Linked DNA regions of Ovis aries: region 1 is linked to region 2. A link is a contact called in public Hi-C data. All regions are on one chromosome and are shown on one strand. The core of a region is the stretch at or near the end of the contact, and the rest is flanking DNA. Distances in the headings are between cores, read along the strand shown.

The links. A called contact is a pair of places that touch in the nucleus more often than the background predicts.
Region 1: a Hi-C map of hypothalamus shows a contact between it and region 2, with 5 times the contacts expected there. The contact joins two enhancer-like sites. A contact is called at or near these places in 4 of 16 Hi-C or Micro-C datasets (hypothalamus, omental adipose tissue, skin fibroblasts and 1 more).

What each region holds. Positions count from the first base shown.
Region 1 is chr1:22,226,777-22,230,602 of ARS-UI_Ramb_v3.0, reverse strand. No RefSeq gene overlaps it. Among named protein-coding and RNA genes, the nearest start is that of TRNAS-GGA, 11 kb to the right of the region's middle. Within about 2 kb of position 1,867, at least 6 of the 54 cell types and tissues checked have an H3K27ac peak or open chromatin away from gene starts, as enhancers often do. A contact at or near this core is called in hypothalamus, where this site is marked.
Region 2 is chr1:22,043,998-22,047,626 of ARS-UI_Ramb_v3.0, reverse strand. No RefSeq gene overlaps it. Among named protein-coding and RNA genes, the nearest start is that of FOXD2, 96 kb to the right of the region's middle. Within about 2 kb of position 1,741, at least 5 of the 54 cell types and tissues checked have an H3K27ac peak or open chromatin away from gene starts, as enhancers often do. A contact at or near this core is called in hypothalamus, where this site is marked.

The sequences.
Region 1 (3,826 bases), core at 618-3,117, 180 kb before region 2:
GTAGGCCACCACCACTGCTCCTCAAGTCCCAGCAAGTGGTCAGACCCCTGAGGTGCCAGGCTTACCATCCACCCCAGGAGGAGCACAGTCCTCCACCCCTCCTCCTTTCCAGTGGGGTAGTCACAGCAGTTGCCATCTTCCCTGATGAAAGCACCTACTGTTCCAGAACCAGCCGCCTGACTCCATGCTCTGCAAGCTTTGACCCCTGTCTCATTAATCCACCCCTCCCCCAACAGTCTGAGAAGCACCTCATCCCAGTGTTCAGGTTCAGAACTGATGCCCAGAGAGGTTCTGTGGTTTGACTGCAATCTCACAGCCAGTACAAGAATGAAATTCCAACCCAGATCTAACTCCAAAGTCCTCTTGCTTAACCTCCAAGAGAACAAGAAGGCCACCACTGGAGCAAGGAGCAATGGGAGGCAGGAAAGCAGAGGCAACCTGGATGCCGGCTCCACTCCTTGCCAGTGAATGGCTGTGGGTCGTGGGTCTGTCTCAGCTGCCCCATTTGTAGACTGCAAATAATTCCTGCCCTGCCAGCCTCACTCACCTCAAGAACAGAGGTGGAAGCGCATGGAAAACTGCGGCGGTGTCCAAACACTGGGACCGAGTGCGTACCATGCTTTACAGTTTACGAAGTACACGGTATACGAAGCGCATCCCTGTGTGACCTCCAGTCACCCTGTCTGAAGCTCATCAACCCTCTCCAGCATCATCGCAAACAGAGGCGGAGGAGTCAGATGCTAGACGGCAGGGGCCGGGCCAGGAGCCGGGTGCGCCTCCGGCCACGAGCGCAAGGGGGCGCCATGGGCTCACAGCGAGCTGGGGCGGCGGAACCCACCGCGAGAGATCGCTTTCTGTACTCTTACTCACAGCAACCAGGCTCCGCAGAGCGCCGGGGGGTGCCCGGGTTCCAGGAGCGACAAGGAGGGGTGGAGGAGACTTGCGCCGAGTCTGAATTTGAAATGTGAAGTCCGGAAAGTCAGCTGCCTCTCCCCGCTGTGTGACCTCCCCTGAGACGTTCGACCTCTCTGAGCGTCACTTACACAGAAATACAACTCCCTCCACCGATGCTGCTCTAACCCAGTCCGCCAAAGGCTCCTGAAACCACAAAATGAGATCGCTCATTCAGACTAGCAGTGCAAACTGTAAACCCTCCTTCCCACGTAGAAATTCGCCCCTTTCTCACTCTTCTTGGACTCTGCATCCGAAGCCCCTCGGAGTCAGCACGCAGGGATCTCCGCATTCTCATTTTACAGAAGCGCAAACGAAGGCTCAGAGAGGTCGCTCTTTCGGGGTCTTGTGGCTCATTTGGGCATACACGGAATGGTCTCCTGACACCAGCACCGGACTGTCCCTTCCTGGTCCAGGGGCCTCAGGTACCTGGCAGCACTGACCTCTGCCGACTGGGTACGTATGAGCCTTCTGCAGAGACCGGAGTGCTCAGGAGTCTGAAACTATCGAAGCCGAAGAGCCCATAAGGTCCGGACCTCCCGCTTGGGCCCGGAGGCCTTGGGCCTAAGGCCAAGGGTACTCGGACCCCAATTCTGGTCCTATCTTCTAGCTCGGCCACACTGCCATTCCTGGGCGTCCCTGGCTGCAGCGCATCCGCTGTGTGATGGGGGCCTCTCTTTGGAGGCAGAGAGCTCACCCCAACTCCGGACGCCGGGGGCTCTCCGCCCGCGGGCCCCCACCCTGCCTCTTCCGAGCCGCACCTCGATGCACCCCCCCCCCTCCCGCCACGCTGGGCAGGATCGCGGGAGTCAGGCCGCGGGAGGGGTGGCCCGTACGGCCCCCTCGCCTGCAGCTGTGTGCACACGTGTAATTAGCTCTAATTATCCCGGGCTTTTTCAGTTCGTAGGCTCCAGGCCTGAGAGCCGCGCCGGGTGAACGCACCCTCTCCGCCCAGGGAACCGGCTCTATCCCAGTCCCCAGGACCTCGCGTCGCCTGTGTACCCACGCCTCCACCCAGCGTCTACACCTCCGCCACGTGCTGGCCTGTGAGCGTCTTTGTGTGTCCGCGGGTGTGTGTTCACACTCACGCGTCTGAGCACGAACCTGGCGCGGAAAGGGAGAGGGGCGGTGGCGCGGCGGGAGGAGAACCAAATGGTTCTCAGCTGCGAAGGAAGGAAGCGCCCGGGCCCCGCTGTCTCCCATCCCCGCCAGTCCTGCATAAACATGAGCCCCCACCACCAGCACCCCCCGCCCCGGGGCAGCGGCCCAGACCGAAAATCCCAGGATTTCTGCCCTAACCGCGGAGCCGCGGTGTTGACGCAGCTCTGCTCCCCACGCCCTCGAGCCGTTTAGCCCCTCGGCCAGCAGCAGGCCTCTCTGTCCACAGGTGGCAGAGCCAGGGCTCCGAGAGGTCGGGGCGCCCGTCCCAGGCGGCGCAGCAGGCCAGGAGAGCCGCAGCGCAGGATTGGGGTCGGCTCTAAGAGAACTGCGGAGACAGGAGGGGAACGCTTCCGACTCCCCGGTCCTCTTTGTCGGATCGCGGATCCCTAGCCCTGGAAGCCCCTGGTCCTGCGTACTCGGTCCGTGGCGACTTCCAGTCCACTCCCTGCGGCCGACTTGCCTAGTCTACGCGGAAGGGAACCAGAGAGCCGGGAAAAGCCCCAGGAGCCTTAGCTGGAGGTGGCAGGGTCCGCCCCGGGTCCCCCGGAGCAGGATTTCTCAGCACACTTGCTCTGCCCTCCCTTCCCCTTTCCTGGGGTCTCTGTGTGTCCCCCTGTCCCCGCTCCCGTCTCCAGTCTCTTTTCTTTCTTGCTCTCTGACCCTATTGACTCCTTGCCCGGTGTCGCGCACCGCCTTTGTCTCTGTCTCTGCCTCTCCTCGGATCTCTGTTGGTGAAGCACCCCCCACCCCCACCCCGCCCCCGCAAAGGAACACACACCGGCAGAATCCGCCTTTTCAATAAAAAACGACAACTGGGAAACAGAGTGAATTAAAAAGCATTAACTTAAAAACAATCCATGTGTCTGTAAATGCGTTCCAAATGGCAGCCCTTCGGCGGGGGTTGGGGGAGAAGGGGGGACGGGTCGGCCATATGTTCTGGAGCCTCAGACACAAAATACAGGGGGCTCAGCGCCACGCGGTGGACCCTTCCCGCTAGCCACCTGGGACAGCAGAGTCTAGGGAGGGGGACTTCGTCTGTGCCCTCACCCTGGCAGAGCCCCCCCACCTAAATTCCTGGTCCCTCCCATGATTCCGTCATCTGCTGGCCCCTCCTACCCCGATGCCTCCAAACCTTCCTGTGCTGATCTCAGCTCTCCCTTCGCACCAGCCCTCACCAGCCCCCACACACAGATTCCACCCCCTTCCTTCCCCACCCCACCGCACCCCTGGTCTTGGACCCCATACTTCCGCACCCAGGGCCTGCCCTGCCCCACCCCCATTCTGCCCTTCTGCCCCTAGACCACCCAGCAGCCCTGGCTCGGGGAGAAGTGGTTAGAACAAAGCTTTCCTTGGCCTGAAGAAATTCTCCAGGGAGCCGCGTGGAGAAAGGGAGCTCCCAGTCCTGGTACCTGCAGCCTCTCTGTTCTCCCAGAGGACATCGAAAGTTGTATATCTGAAGGCAGCGTAGCTCTCCAAGCATAACAGAAGTCAGTGCTGTCCTTTGAAGCCCTGACTTTGAGGGGGAACTTCCCTCCCCTCAAAGTCCATCCTGCCACCCTACCACTCCTGGCAACCATCCTCTGCCCCTCTGCCTGGGAGTTGGAAGGATTGGAGAACCTCAAACAGGGGCATAATTAGAGAAGAGGGGACTGGGCAGGGTGCCCAGATTCTGCCGCCCCCTCTTCTCAACTGGCAAGGACATCCTAAGACTATA
Region 2 (3,629 bases), core at 492-2,991:
TCACCTGGTCTGTCAGGGTCTGTGCTGGAGTGCGGCAGACAGGGAGCTGAGAGGTTGAGGCAGGTTTTCAAGATCAGGGAGGGGAGGACGTATAGGGCGTGTCAGGGAAGCTCTTGAGGTAGTAGGGAGCCCTGCAGGGCAGCAGCAGCATTGGATCAGCATTTTAGGACGAGTACTACAGGGCAAGAGGCCAGGCTGTGGGCTTAACCCAGGTGCAAGTAAACTGAGGGCCATGCCAGGAGGGACAGGGAGAAGTCGGTGGGTATGAGAGACACCAAGGAGACTCTTCAAAGAGCCTTCACTTTCTAGAGGAGAAAACGGAGTTGAAGAGAGTGGACCTAGAAGAACTAGACAGTTTTGATGACTTTAAACCTGGCTGACCAAAGCACAGAGAGCCATCTTTAACTCAAAGGACTGTAGTTATGGGATTTTCAACAGAGGAGAGAACTCAGAACAGAGGGGCTTCCTGAGGCCCCACCCATCACACCAGCTGCTGCCCCAACTACAAAGCTCTCCACCGGGGTCCCCTTCCCATAAGCCTGCCCATCCTCCTCTCCCTCCCAGCGAGGAAAGCAAAGGCCTCAGGCCCAGCAAGGAGACCCACAGGACAGGATGGCGGAGAAAGCCCTGCTCCCTGGCTGGAGAGGGGCTTAGACAAATCATAGGGCAGTTGCCCAGCTTTCTTCCAGCTTCATCTCCTTCCTCCCTTCTTCCTGTCTCCTCTGGCTCCATGCCCAGGGCTGCCCCCAGCCTCTTACGAGGTGCCTCTCTGACCCTCAGTCTCCTCCTCTGTGAAGGGGAGGTACCAGGATTTAGCAAGCAAGGCTGCTGAAATTGTTGGCAGGTGCCATGCCCAGAGGAAAGGGCATCAGATCCTTTCTCAATAAACGATTCCACTTTTTCCACGTGAGACTGCCCTTTGCAATTTACAAATCCCTTTCATTTGTGTCAGCACAACACTGTGAGATGAGCGTTATGGGGCCAAAAGACTGTCTCGCACTGACGCCCAAAAGCCAATCAGGATTTGAACGGGGGCCCCCAGCGCGTTCTCTCTCCCAGAATCAGTCCGTTCGCCCCCAACCCGCTGCTGTCTCCGCCTTCACTGGCTTCCGCCAGTGGGGCCCCAGTCCCACCGCCCTCAACCCCCTGCCCTCTCCTCCCTCCTCCCTCCTCCCTTCCTCTCCTTCCCCACCCCACCCGCCCCCCGCTTTCCCCTCCCCTTCCTCCTCGGCGCCGCCCCCTCCTCCTCCTTGTCCTCGGAGCCCAAATACGCGACACCTGGAGCAATAGCAGCCGCCCCGCGGCCTGGGCCTCATTACAGGGCCGGCCCTTATCGCGGCGTGCATCACATTATTTCATTTCAAAGAATCCGCAGAGAAACCCGTCCCCCGGCCGACAACAGAAAGTAAAAACACAGCTGACTCCCATTAGGGCCCTCTCACAGGCTCCGCGTGAGGTAATGAAATATGGAAGCGGTGAGATATGTAATGCTTTATTAAGCGGTCTCAGCTACAACGGCGTGCATGCCAATTACGCCTGCAGGCTACCGCCCGCCCCCGGCCGCCGGACCACCCAGCGCGCGCCCGGCCCGCGCCCCGGCCGCGGATCGGGGAAGGAGGGAAGGAGGAGCGAGGGGAGGAAGGGGGAAGAGGTACGGAAGAAGGGGAGGACGGCGGGGGAAGGAGAGGGGAGGGTGGTGAGGAAGGAGTAGGAGGAGGACGAGGCGTACAGAGGAAGGGGAGGGACACTGGCCGGTGGGCAGCGCCATCTCGGGCTAATGGAAGGTAGCAAGGCATCCTTTGGGGCCCTGAGACAGCCAAGCCTATTTTTTCCCCTGGGGGCTCTAGGAATCTTAGAGTGACGCGAGACTTAGAAGACTTAGTCACTTAGTCTTAGTGACTTAGAAGACTCAGGTTCCTAGAAGACAGGAAAGGGAATGGCCAAAACTAAGGCTCAGAGAGGTAAAGACACAAGAGGGTCACACAGATGCGTCCTGGGCAAGACTGGTGGGAGGCCAGGCCTCCTGTTTCCTAAACTGGGTCGTTTCCATTCTACCAAACTGCCTTTTCTTTTCCCTCTAATGATACCTAAATGGCAGTCCCAGGATCATTTTGTGGATGAGAAACTTCTTTTTTTTACATCTGACACTCTGACATCCCTGAAGTCCTCTGCCCTAACTAGCCCGGTATTTTCCAAGCTTCGCACGGTTTTCTGAGCCCTGCCGCTGCCGTGACTAGGCTGCTAGCCTCTCTGAGAACCAGTTTCCTTTCCTGTATAACCGGGATGACAGTCTCCATCTCCCTGGAGTATGGCACAGATGGAATGAGAGGGTGTAGTCCTGTCCGCAACGACACCTGCAGGACTCAGCGCTGCAGTCGACGTGTCCCGTCAGTCATTCAGCAAGTGGTTCCCGAGCAGCCGCCTGGTGCCAGGGAGTGTGCAGGCTGGCGTCCTTGCCTGGAAAAGGCAGGCAAGGTAATCCGACCCCCTTCAGGAAGCTCTGGTAAAGGTTCAGCTGCAGAGAGGGAAGTGAAAATTACTGGCTAATATGGAATTTGGGATTATCTGGGGATTTGCATTATCCATTCAAGGAGTTCTCGGCCGTTTTTTCTCCCTCAGCACAAACAAAGCAATGGTTGACTGCTTCAGGAGGGTCCAGAGGGAGGCGCTGTAGCAGGTAACCCCGGGCTGCATGGCTAGTCTGTACTCAGGGCCCAGGCCTGTTCCTGAGGCCCAAGCAAGCACTGCACAAGGGGGGGCGTTGCAGAGCATTATTTTGGAGAGGTGACCTGGAATTCTTCTGGGTTTCTTAAAAGAAAAATGGTGAACTGTGGTTCTTTCATTGGTTTTAGCAGCAGATTCCATGTGAGTCCAGCATGTAGATTCCAAAGTAAGATCTGTTGGAGGGAGTTTGCCCTCAGTGACCCCAACTCCCATTTGGCCTCACTCTGCTGAACCCCTCCCCTGATCTTCTCAGCTGCCTGGAGCTTCCTACCTTCTACAAGGAGAGAAAATACTGACACACACTTAGGCAGTGGTTCCCTCATGCCAGGCACTATCATATTATATATATATAGTAGATATTATATTATTAATAATGAACTATTAATATACATTCACTATTAATAGATAATGAACTATGTTAACAGATAATAATGAACTATTTGAAATACAAATAAAATAATGCTTATTTGATCTTTGGGTGTGTGTATGTGTTCACTCAGTTGCTCAGTAGTGTCCAACTCTTTGCGACCCCAGGGATTGTAGCCCACCTGGGCCCACGTCTCTTGCACCTCCTGCATTAGCAGGCAGATTCTTCACCACTGTACCATCCAGGAAGCCACATTTAATCTTCATAGGAACTCTTTAAGGTCTGTGCTTATCATTTTTTAGATGAGGAAACGACCCCAGAAAAGTGAACTGATTTGTTGAAGTCAGTGGCTAGGAAATGATAGGTAACCTGCGCAGTTTGGTTCAAAACTCCACACTACAGATCATATAATCTGGAATTCACAGGGAGAAGGCAAGGATGAAGGCAACTTAAGGGATGTGATGAATAGCACTAATATGCCTACAAAAACCTATGAGCTGCTATTACACATTTATTTACTTCTCTCAACACTCTTGTA